Linked DNA regions of Sus scrofa: regions 1 and 3 are each linked to region 2. Evidence: chromatin contacts called from public Hi-C and HiChIP or PLAC-seq data. All regions are on one chromosome and are shown on one strand. The core of a region is the stretch at or near the end of the contact, and the rest is flanking DNA. Distances in the headings are between cores, read along the strand shown.

Evidence for each region. Hi-C and Micro-C count contacts between places; a contact is called where the count stands out from the background. HiChIP or PLAC-seq counts read pairs in DNA pulled down with a chosen protein or histone mark.
Region 1: a contact with region 2 is called in a Hi-C map of liver, with 6 times the contacts expected there. The contact joins the promoter of CEP128 here to the promoter of GTF2A1 in region 2. A contact is called at or near these places in 3 of 5 promoter capture datasets (fetal liver, fetal skeletal muscle and liver), 15 of 47 Hi-C or Micro-C datasets (adipose tissue, alveolar macrophages, embryonic fibroblasts and 8 more) and 2 of 2 datasets of contacts at active chromatin or transcription factors (alveolar macrophages and skeletal muscle).
Region 3: an H3K27ac HiChIP or PLAC-seq map of alveolar macrophages shows a contact between it and region 2, with 13 times the contacts expected there. The contact joins the enhancer-like site here to the promoter of GTF2A1 in region 2. A contact is called at or near these places in 2 of 5 promoter capture datasets (both in liver), 5 of 47 Hi-C or Micro-C datasets (adipocytes, embryonic fibroblasts, fibroblasts and 2 more) and 2 of 2 datasets of contacts at active chromatin or transcription factors (alveolar macrophages and skeletal muscle).

The regions. Positions count from the first base shown.
Region 1 is chr7:103,758,926-103,762,516 of Sscrofa11.1, reverse strand. It overlaps CEP128 (centrosomal protein of 128 kDa), which reads left to right and starts at 2,194. Exons shown (of 27, transcript XM_021099567.1): 1 at 2,194-2,405.
Region 2 is chr7:104,007,396-104,010,689 of Sscrofa11.1, reverse strand. It overlaps GTF2A1 (transcription initiation factor IIA subunit 1), which reads left to right and starts at 1,372. Exons shown (of 9, transcript XM_021099583.1): 1 at 1,372-1,848. The coding sequence starts at 1,819. It overlaps LOC110261640 (a long non-coding RNA gene), which reads right to left and starts at 2,877. Exons shown (of 4, transcript XR_002346024.1): 1 at 2,791-2,877.
Region 3 is chr7:104,203,308-104,206,583 of Sscrofa11.1, reverse strand. No RefSeq gene overlaps it. Among named protein-coding and RNA genes, the nearest start is that of STON2, 15 kb to the right of the region's middle. Within about 2 kb of position 1,948, at least 2 of the 83 cell types and tissues checked have an H3K27ac peak or open chromatin away from gene starts, as enhancers often do. A contact at or near this core is called in alveolar macrophages, where this site is marked.

The DNA.
Region 1 (3,591 bases), core at 945-3,444, 250 kb after region 2:
AGGATAAAGATTCTATGATCTGACTCCACTCTTTTTTCTGGGTATCCTATCTGTGTATTGACAGCACACCATATGACAGAAAACTACTATAAATTTAATAATATATTTTAAAATTACTTGGTCATCATGAACTCAAATGTGATTCTCTACCCATCAGGCCCAGTTGTATCCTCTGATTTCACTTTATCTTATTAATCTCACTTTAAAAATGGGACCTGCAGAATTAATTCTCTAAATATGATTGAACCAGAAAAGACAGATAGTGGGAAAATAAGTTTTATTAATGCATCCTAAGATTACATTAGCTTTATTGGTAGCCATTTTTTTCCTTTTCCTTTCTTTCCTTTTTCTTTCTTTCCTTTTTTTTTAAGGGTCTTTTTAGGGCTGTACCTGTGGCATATGGAAGTTCCCAGGCTGGGGTGGAATTGGAGCTGTAGCTGCCAGCCTATGCCATAGGCACAGCAACACTAGATCTGAGCAACATCTGCAACCTACATCACAGCTCATGGCAATGCTGGATCCTTAACCCACTGGGCAAGGCCAGGGAGTGAACCCATGTCCTCATGGATACTAGTTGGGTTGGTTACCTCTGAGCCACAACAGGAATGCTGGTAGCCATTTTTCCTGCAGTTGGTTAGCTATCACTTCCTCTGAAGTTTCTTTTTTATGTCTATCCCCAGAGCCTATGTGATACTCTCACCTGAATTTGAAATATATATTTTTTTTAATAATTTCTCTCTCTCACTTGACTCTGAGCAACATGAGGGCAGAGATTATGTTGTTTATCTCCTCATTTTTACTGTACCTTCGGTGTCTTATACAATGGATTATAGAAAGATTCAGTATACATTTGCTGATTTAAATAAATACATTTTTTGGAAAAATTAAAATGTTAAAGAGTTATTATTATACTTCCACATGCATATTTGGAAAATTTAAGGCTGTTCTGAATTATCTTAATTTATGTATTAAGTGGAGTGTATTCTTGAATCACGTCTTTCAGCAAACAGCATGAAGATAGATGCAGATACACAGGGAGATCTTAAGAAGAATTATTTTATGTTCAAACTGAATATAAAATAAACTACTGCTCAGTGATGACTAGAGCAAATATCTGAATGATTCTAATACATTATTTATGATTTTTGTGTGTGTGTGTGTGTGTGTATGGCTGGGGGAGGAGGAGAGAAAGAGGGAAATAGAAAGGGAGAGTGTGAAGTGGGGAAAAGCTGAGAAGGGAGAGAACAGTTTTAAAAGGTTAGTCTCTGTGTTTGAAAGACTTAGAGTGTGGCAGAGGAGACCAACTGGGAAACAGATGATTACGGTACAAACTTATTAGAATAGGGAAACTGTGTAGTTTAAAAATGTGAGCTAGCTCTTCTTAAGGTAAAGCTTTCACAGATAAAGTAAAATTTGATTTTAGCCTTGAGGAAGAAAGAATCGATGGTCTTTTGGGGGGAGCAGAAAGAATGCTCCACCTAATTTAATTTTCACTTAGCTTTTGCAAAGTTCAATTATTTGTTTTATTTGAGGTTTTTGTTATTACCTTTTCAGGACTGAAACCACTTCTCTGAGTGGAGTGTGTCTCTCTCACGCTCTAGAAGGACCGAGGAGATGACAACCCTACACTGAAGGTAGCAGCAGCCATGAAGTGACAGCTTCATGTACTTTGTGTTTGCCATGAATGAGCTATGTGGTTTTAGGCGAGTCACTTACTCTTTCCGGGCCTAAAGGATTTGATTAGATAATCTTCTCTGTTCCTTTCCAGTTCTAAGAATTTATGAACCTTCAGAAAAAGACATTGTGCCCTGGTATTAGGGGATTTTTACATTTCGCTGCTGGAAATTTTTCCTGTTCCCCAAGGAGTAAAAGAAACATAATTTATGTTAGTATTGCAACTAATTTGAATTGTTATTGTTCACAAAGTAAATATTTTAGGCTTTTATGACTATGTTAGCGTCAGCTCTCTAATTCACTCTCTGGTGTTTGCCTCTTTAGAAGCAACTGGCCCTTTAAAAAAAAAAGAGCAGGGCAGGAGGGTGCGGCCGAGGGACTCAGGTGCCTGCAAATCCGGCTTCTTCCGGTTAAGTTAAGAGAAGGCCAGTCGTATGGCATCCTGGGAAATGCAGTTTCTCTTGGTGCCGATCTTCCTTAGTAACTCCTTGCTTTTGAGCATGAGGGACTACAACTCCCAGAGGGCCAAGCGGTAGCAGCGGGGCTCGGTACACTTGCTGCGGCTGGGCGGCTAGTTCAAGTTGCCATAGCTGCGAGTCTGAGGAGAGTTGAGTCGGTTGTGCCGCGGCGTCTGGTCAGTTACACCTTCTGGGTCGCTGGTGGACGCGGGAGCCCTGTGGGGCCTTGGCGATGATCCGGCATTAAGGGCCCGGGGTCCTCTTCTATCGCAGGTACCTGCCCCCAAACCGTCCCCTCGCCTTTTTTTTTTTTTTTTTTTTTAAACCACTTCCCTGTCTTATCGTAGATGTTAGGTTCCCGCTTCCCCTCTTCCCCGTGGTGGGGACGTCAGATCTACGCAGAGATTTGGGATAGGGCCCTGGGTGGGTGGTGTATGTGTAAAAGTTGGGGGAGATGGCGTGCCTGGCATCCCGGTGACCCCGCCCTTGGCGTGGATGTCCACAGTCAGGTCCTGGGCAGGTTAAACAGGGAATTTCAACTTGGTTGTCCTTTTTTGAGAGCAGCTTGTACTGCCGCTAGTAGCAGTAAAGCTTGAGCTGTCAAGGAGTTAGCCTCGTTCTTGCCACCCTCCTTACGTGTACTTTTGCCGGGCCTGCGATATAATTTGACGTTTTGTACCTGTTTTAGAATCGCAAAAATTTGCTACCCTTGGGAATGCTGTATCGGTGACTTGTCCTTCTTTTGACTATATGGCTGTTGCCCTAACGTCATCTGCTAACAATTCCTTGAATTATTTTGTAGGAACACCTGATACTGAATTCCAGCGACATCCTTTATTGGTTTGATGGCGCTTTGTCACTTTCACATAGGCTTTGTAGCCTTGTGCCAAGTATTATGTAAAATTTCTAATACAGGGCCTGGCCCATTGGAAGTGCTCAGTATTTATTTATTTTTAATTATGCAGACCTGTGCTGTAAAAACGTAGTGTGAGCCACACAGGCAAATTTAAATTTTCTAGTACCCACACTCAATAAGTAAAAAGAAGCTGGTGAAATTACTTTGTAAATAGTTTGGTACAATGTATCCAGAATGTTTTCATTTCAACATGTTGTCAATAAGAAACTTGAGACATTTTACATACTAAAAAACTTAGGAAAAAAAAAAAGGTACTAAGCAGTTGTGTGTAGTTTAAGTTTATAGCACACATCACTTCAAACTGACCAGATTTCAAAAGCTTATTAGCCACATATGGCTAGTGACCACTGTATTGGACAGCATAGATAGAAGATTAAATTTTTTGTAGTTTTATGTTTGCACAGATAAATTTGGGTGTGCCTATGACTCATGCGGTGAACTTTGCTGCTTTGTTAAGAGTGAAATTTGTATCAGACCTGTGTCCTCTCTGCCATTGCATGACTTGGGTCACTTTGAATTCTGTCTTGACTTGTTGATTAACAG
Region 2 (3,294 bases), core at 123-2,622:
GGGTTAATTTAACTTTTCGGGCCAATGGTCACTTGAATATTACATGAATTACAAATGGTGATGGAATCATAATTTTATATAATAGTATAGGACAATATGATTTCCTATGGTCTTATCTCTTTCAGTGTTCCCAAAGAGGCCACTGTGCAGGGAACTGAAAAGCAACTGATCTTTCTCAAATCTTCTTTCAGGAGCATAAGTTTGACATTTTGTTTTGCTTTGCTTTTTGAGGATCAACTCCCTCACTTGTCCAGACTGCATTCCATGTCACTCGCAATTCCTAGGGACAAGAAAATTAGGAACTGTTGAGTTCTGTCTTCTAAACAGAGTATTCCGTTTTGCGTGAAATGCTGATATAAAGGCGGGATTAGCTTGGGCAGAGCAGGTCAAACGCCTACTGAGTTGCCCTTGAATACATGGCCATTTTCTACCTGCTCTCTTGCAGCCATGAGAGTTGATGGGTCAAGGGCAAGTATTCAAGATGTTAGCACGTGCTGAACATATGGAATCACTGAATTTTTGCAACATTTAAAAAAAAAAAAAACCAGGAAAAGTTGTGCGGTCATAATCCAGGTGGTGACCTTTTTTGGGGGGTTAGTTTTAACATTTCTACCACCTTGAGAAGTTATTTGAAGTAAGTGGGCTTGGAGAGGCCGGGACTCTGGGGAACGGAAATTTAAAGAGACTTTGTAGTTGTACTGATGGAGACAGACAACTCTGCTGGCTTCAGGGATTATTAATTGTGGAATGTAATAATATGTAATAATTGTTGAATGTAGTAAGAGGGGAACCAAATCAGTTCCCTTTCAGGAACTCATACACAATTTTGCAAGCGAAAGGCCCACCCTCAGCAAGGCGTGCTAACGCTTCAGCAACTAGGAGTCTGACCTTAGCTCACGCTCGGAGATGACTCCGCACTTAAAACTTTTGCCGGAAGCCGGGCCACGTGACCCGCCCTTTTCCACAGCCATGCCTAGCGGGGCAGCCGCCAGAGCTCCTACATTTCCTAGCCCCTCCAGCGTGGGACAGCTCAGAATCTCCCGACAGGAGGCGGAATCAGCTAGGTTTCGACTCGAGCGTCGCCACAACTCACGCTTTTCTCCAACAGAGCTTTGCAAGTTCTTCATCCCAAAACAGCAGCCGGAGACTTCCGCCTGGTTGCCGACCACGTGATCACGCGACATTTGGGGAGACCGCGGTCGGACTTCCCTACTTAAGTCCCCGGGTCCCGCCCACACAACACCCTCCCCTGAGCGTGACGACGCGGCTCGCGGCGGCCTCCGCCCCGGCGCGCCTGCGCACGCGGCTCTCGCGGTGTCTTGCGCTCAGCCCCGCCCACCTCTGCCCCCGCCCTTTCCGCCCCTCCCTCCCCCTCCGCCCTGTCTCTCGGCGGCAGCGGCGGCAGCGGCGGCTCGCGCAGCTCGTTGGCTCACTATATAAAGGGAGAAGCGGGCGGACCGGACGGCTGGAGCTGCAGCCGGTGGCGGCAGCGGCGGCGCGGGGAGCGGCGACCAGTGGTGGTTTCCCTCCTTGGCGCGGGGTGGGGAGCGGGCAACGCCCCCCAAACCCCAGAAGGGTCGTGCCCTTTTTTTTTTTAAGGGCGATCCTCGAGTTTTTAGCTCCGGGAGGACTGCCCCCTCCTCTTCCTCCCCTCGCCGATCCCCTCTAATCCAGCAGGATCCGATTTTGTTTAAAATTCCCCCCCCAATTTTGCGGTGGCTTGGGTCACCCTCTGGGTGTTTTTTTTTTTTTTTTTCGTTTTGTTTTTATCTTGTTTTCTCGGGGCTTGCCCCCCTCTTGTTTGTGTTGTGTGTGGAAATGGCGAACTCGGCAAATACAAACACCGTGGTAAGGACGTGGTTCGGTGGCCGGCGGGGGCTTCGTTCAGGCGGCAGCAACGGCCGGACCGGGCGGGGGCGGGGACGGCGGCGACTCCCGGCCTCAACTCTCAGCTGCCCGCGCGGCTGCCGCCGCTGCCGCCGCCGCTTCCCGCCTCGGGCGGAGCGGGCCGGGGCGCGGGGCGGCGGGCGCGGGGGGGTGCCGAGGGCTCGGGGCCGCGGCGGCAGGGAGGGCGGGGGTGCCGGCGGGGCCTGGAACTGCCGCGGGGCGGTCCGGGCCGCTGAGGCGGTTGAGGCCGGGATGAGCGCGCGGCCCTGGCCCCAGACCCCATCCGCCAGGAGGGAGGGCGGGAGGGGAGCCTCCGCTTCCTCCCCGAAGCGGGTCCTGCCGCGCTGGCTGGAGAAGGGCTCTCCGAGCAGCCTCAAAACAAAAACCGTGTCTTGGGAACTGGGCGAATCCCCAAGACCCACCGCGATCCACTTTAACGCAGTGGAAGGCTAATGGCTACTTGGGGGTTACTTTGGGTGTTGTGGCGGGTTGTGCTTAGGAGGCTTCACTGGGGCCATTTTACGTTTAAGAAAAAAAAAAAAAAAAAAGGACGAAGGTTGAAAAGCACTTATCTCGGTTCCTTCCGAATCGGTAAAATGGCGAAGGGGAAGCAACCCCCCCCATCGTATCTTCGACTAGCAAAAACACCAAAACAAACAAAGCTTACAGTGGTCAAAGTGCCCCCACTTTCGCCTCGAAATTTGCCTACTTCTCACCGTTTGTCCCTTTTTTCTTACTTGCGATCACGTAGGTTTGCAAAAAGCAGTCACATAAATAACCTTTTCAGTCACCAACGCAATGTGATCACTAGTCCACCCCACTCTCTTATTTTTATTGTGACAATAAAACACGTTTTTGCCCGGTCCCAAATGCAGACAAGCCCGCGGCCGCCCGACTCCGTACCGTTGACGACTCGGGTCGATCCATCATGGCTGCGGCCGCTTACCCTGCCTTTCAGTCCCTGAGCCTTGTGGTCCTCCTCCCTTTGGCTGCCCTGTTTATATAGAGCCATTGCCGCTCTCTAATATAGACTCTGCCAGGATGGGAAGGTGCTTTTCAGGCCTACGTCACCGCCTCTCCATTTAAACACCAGATCCGGCTTTAAATAGTGAGAGCTGCTGAGAGCGGGGCTGGGAGGTGCGTGCTCTCGAGGCGAGAGGCAGGCGTGTGTAGAGCTCAATTTATTTCCAAGTCCTTTCGTACTCTAATTTCATACCCAATCGGGGCTGCTTTAGGAGCCCTAAGTTTTTGTTTTGATGCAGCAGCTGGGACTTAACCTTTGTTAGGGGAAAATAGAATTGCTGTCCCTTTTTATTTTGTGTTTTGTTTTTAAAGAGAATTTTAGCTTAGATGTCTTAATTGTTCCTGTATTGAGAAGATGCATGCATTATTTTTTTTTGTTTTTTG
Region 3 (3,276 bases), core at 699-3,198, 200 kb before region 2:
GGATTCTGGAGCAATAATTCCAAGACTTTTTTTTCCTTTATAAATGTACATTTCCAACAAACAAAGAAAGGAAATCTTAGAAAACATGAAAACTGGTTAGGACTGGACCACGACACCTAGGTGCCCTGGGGAGGCTAATATTGAGATGCTTCAAGCTAATAGTTTAAATATTTTTTTCAAATTCCCTCAAAGGACAGGGTGGAAGGTGAGAAGGCAGCACGCTGTCCTGGGCAGCTTAGTTCTGACCCTGAACGTGTGTACCTCACACAGAAAAACAAATGCTCCATATTAAGGAGACCCAATCCCAAGGCAACTGGCAGCCAGCAGGGCTCCGGGAGCAGCCCTGGAGCAGCCCTTTTCCAGTCACTCTCCCTGAAAGAATTCTTGTAAGTGCAGTTTTCTTCATCTGCATGTAATTCGAGTTGTTCTGCATTTCGGTGTCATTTTCTTGCCCCTTATACCCTGAGGGTTCCCCCCAGCTGACCACAGCACCCCCCCACCCCCACCTGCTCTGTCCTGATGAACAAGAAAGACAGACAGACACAGGAAGCCAGCTTAGCCCTGCGAGGGCTGTGCAGAGGTGGCAATGCTTTGGGGGAGGAAATCAAGTCTGATGGGCAACATGAAAGGAAGCAGCTGGATGTGGCGAGGGAACTGGCCTTCTTGTCCCCAGGTGAGCTGCAAAAAGGAGTTGCAGAGGGACGGGAGCTATGAAAGCCTCATGTGTCCTCAGGGATAAAACACTGCTGTGTTAACCAGCCCTGAACCAGAAAAGACACATGTTGCAGTAGTGACACTGGGGTGCTTAAAGGGAAGAAAACTGAGTGACGGAGAGGGGGATAAACTTTTGACTGTGTATCCTGAACCATGGCATTGTGTTGCTTGTTCAAACATTAAATTAAGAAGTTCCCATCATGGCTCAGCTGTTAATGAACCCAAGTAGCATCCGTGAGGACCTGAGTTCAATCCCAGGTCTAGCTCAGTAGGTTAAGGATCTGGTGTTGCTGTGAGCTGTGGTGTAGGTTGCAGACATGGCTCAGATCTTGCGTTGCTGTGGCTGTGTTGTAGGCCAGTGGCTACAAGTCCGATTGGACCCCTAGCCTGGGAACCTCCATGTGCCGAGGGTGTGGCCCTTAAAAAAAAAAAAACAAAAAAACAAAAACCATTAAATTAAAAGTAAAAAAAAAAAAAAAATCTGGGAGTTCCCTGGTGGCCTAGGAGTTAAGGATCTAGCATTGTCACTGCTGCAGTTTGAGTTCGTTCCCTGACCTAAGAACATCTGCATGCCTCAGGCATGGCCAAAAAAAAAAATTAAAAATTTTGAAGCTAAGGTTAACATTTATGCTTTTCGGTGTATCTTCTTAAAATATAGGTACTAGCAAAATTAGTTGTTTTATTTTCATGCCACCAACAGAAGGATCCTCTCATTAGCAGAATTTAAGGACCTGAGAGAAGAGCAAGTGCCTCTGGCCTCCATGTTCTGTTTCTACAACATTGGACTCAGGTCTTGCCACCATGGGGTTTTCCATAACACCTGCTCAACGGGAAGAAAAAATTATGTGTGGAGCTTGAAGATGGAACTTCCCAGGCTCCACATTTCCTCTCTCCTCTTGAGTGCATGGGTAACTCCCTCAGAGCCCTGCGCCAATTCTCCCTGCTGTGGTTTCTACAACTTTTCACACCCGCCACAGTGGTTTCTACAACTTTTCACACCCGCCACAGTGGTTTCTACAACTTTTCACACCCGCCACAGTGACTTTGGTCCTGAGGCAAAGTGTTCTTGCCCAATTTGGTGAATATTCTGTGGCCAAAATTTCCCCCTAACGTTCCTGCCTTCAATGACTCATTTTCTAGCTGTGGAGAAATATGAACCAGCAAGGAGCCCTTAACATGTTCAGTTTTCTGGTCCCTTCTCCTTTTTGTCATGAAAGCTGTCACCCAGTGAGAGGAAGCTTCATTAAGCTCTGGTCTAAATTCAGTCATCAGATTGCCACCAACAAGTACTGAGTGAGTGCTGACTATGGACTCATGGATTCAGCCCTGGTTTGTCACTCCTGATAGAACCCAGGGCTTTAGACCAAAAGCCACTGCCAGGGCATTCAGGTGGTGATTAACAGAATCATGGAGATAAATCAAAAAACCACAGAGGGTCACTGACACTCTTTTCATAGGATGTGGAAGCACTGTGACAATGGTATCATGTCCACAGTGGTTAGCAGTCAACGGTGGTGCTGTCGTGGTTCTGGTATAGTATTTTCACCATTTGTTCATAATATTCAATTTTTTAAAATGGGCAAACCCACAGTATATAGAAGCTTCCAGGCCAGGGACTGAATTCATGCTGCAGCTAAGGCAATTTTTGCCAGATCTTTTAACCCACCATTCCAGCCAGGTATCAAACCCATGCCTCTGCCATGACCTGAACCACTGCAGTTGGATTCTTTTTTTGTCTTTTTAGGGCTGCACCTGCAGCATATGGAGGTTCCCAGGCTAGGGGTTAAATCAGAGCTGTAGCTGCTGGCCTACGCCACAGCCATAGCAACACCAGATCTGAGCCGCGTCTTCAACCTACACCACAGCTCATGGCAATGCTAGATCCTTAACCCACTGAGCAAGGACAGGAATTGAACCTATGTCCTCATGGATACTAGTCAGATTCACTTCCACTGAGCCATGACGGAAACTCCTGCCGTTGGACTCTTATCCTACTGTGCGATGGGAGGAACTCCAAAATTCAATTTTTTTTTAATGCTTGCAAATATCTTCAAAGATAACCCACTGCTGCCACCTTAAGTTTGGTCAATGTAGCCTGACCAAGAACGGGGATGAAATCTGAAGATCCATGTGTGAATGGAGGGATGTGACCCTTCCTGTTGAGATGATGTGGTGAGTGGGTGTTGTGGTGGTTCAGGAGCACAGGGCCGAAAGGAAGGGTGGGATCATAGGGGTTCTGGAGGGGCCACAGAGTTAGAGGGTAGCTGACCTCTAGGGTGTCTTCAGGGGTGATGGAGGACCCAGTCGCCCAAGCCAGCCTGCTGCAATCCTGGATAATGACTGAAGGGCATTCCATGTGGGGCTCCGACGCTTGAAGCCATTTCATTTTCTTCATGAAGGGCCTCTCTACATCCTCACCTAATCGTTGGTGGTCCAAACACTTCGAGATAACCAAATTGTAGCAAAACTTTTTCCAAAGACAATTTTGACCACATTAGTTGTCGTTGTCATTTTGCCCTTCCAGGGAAAAGCAAGTGAAAGTCTTCCATTCCTTGGATGCTT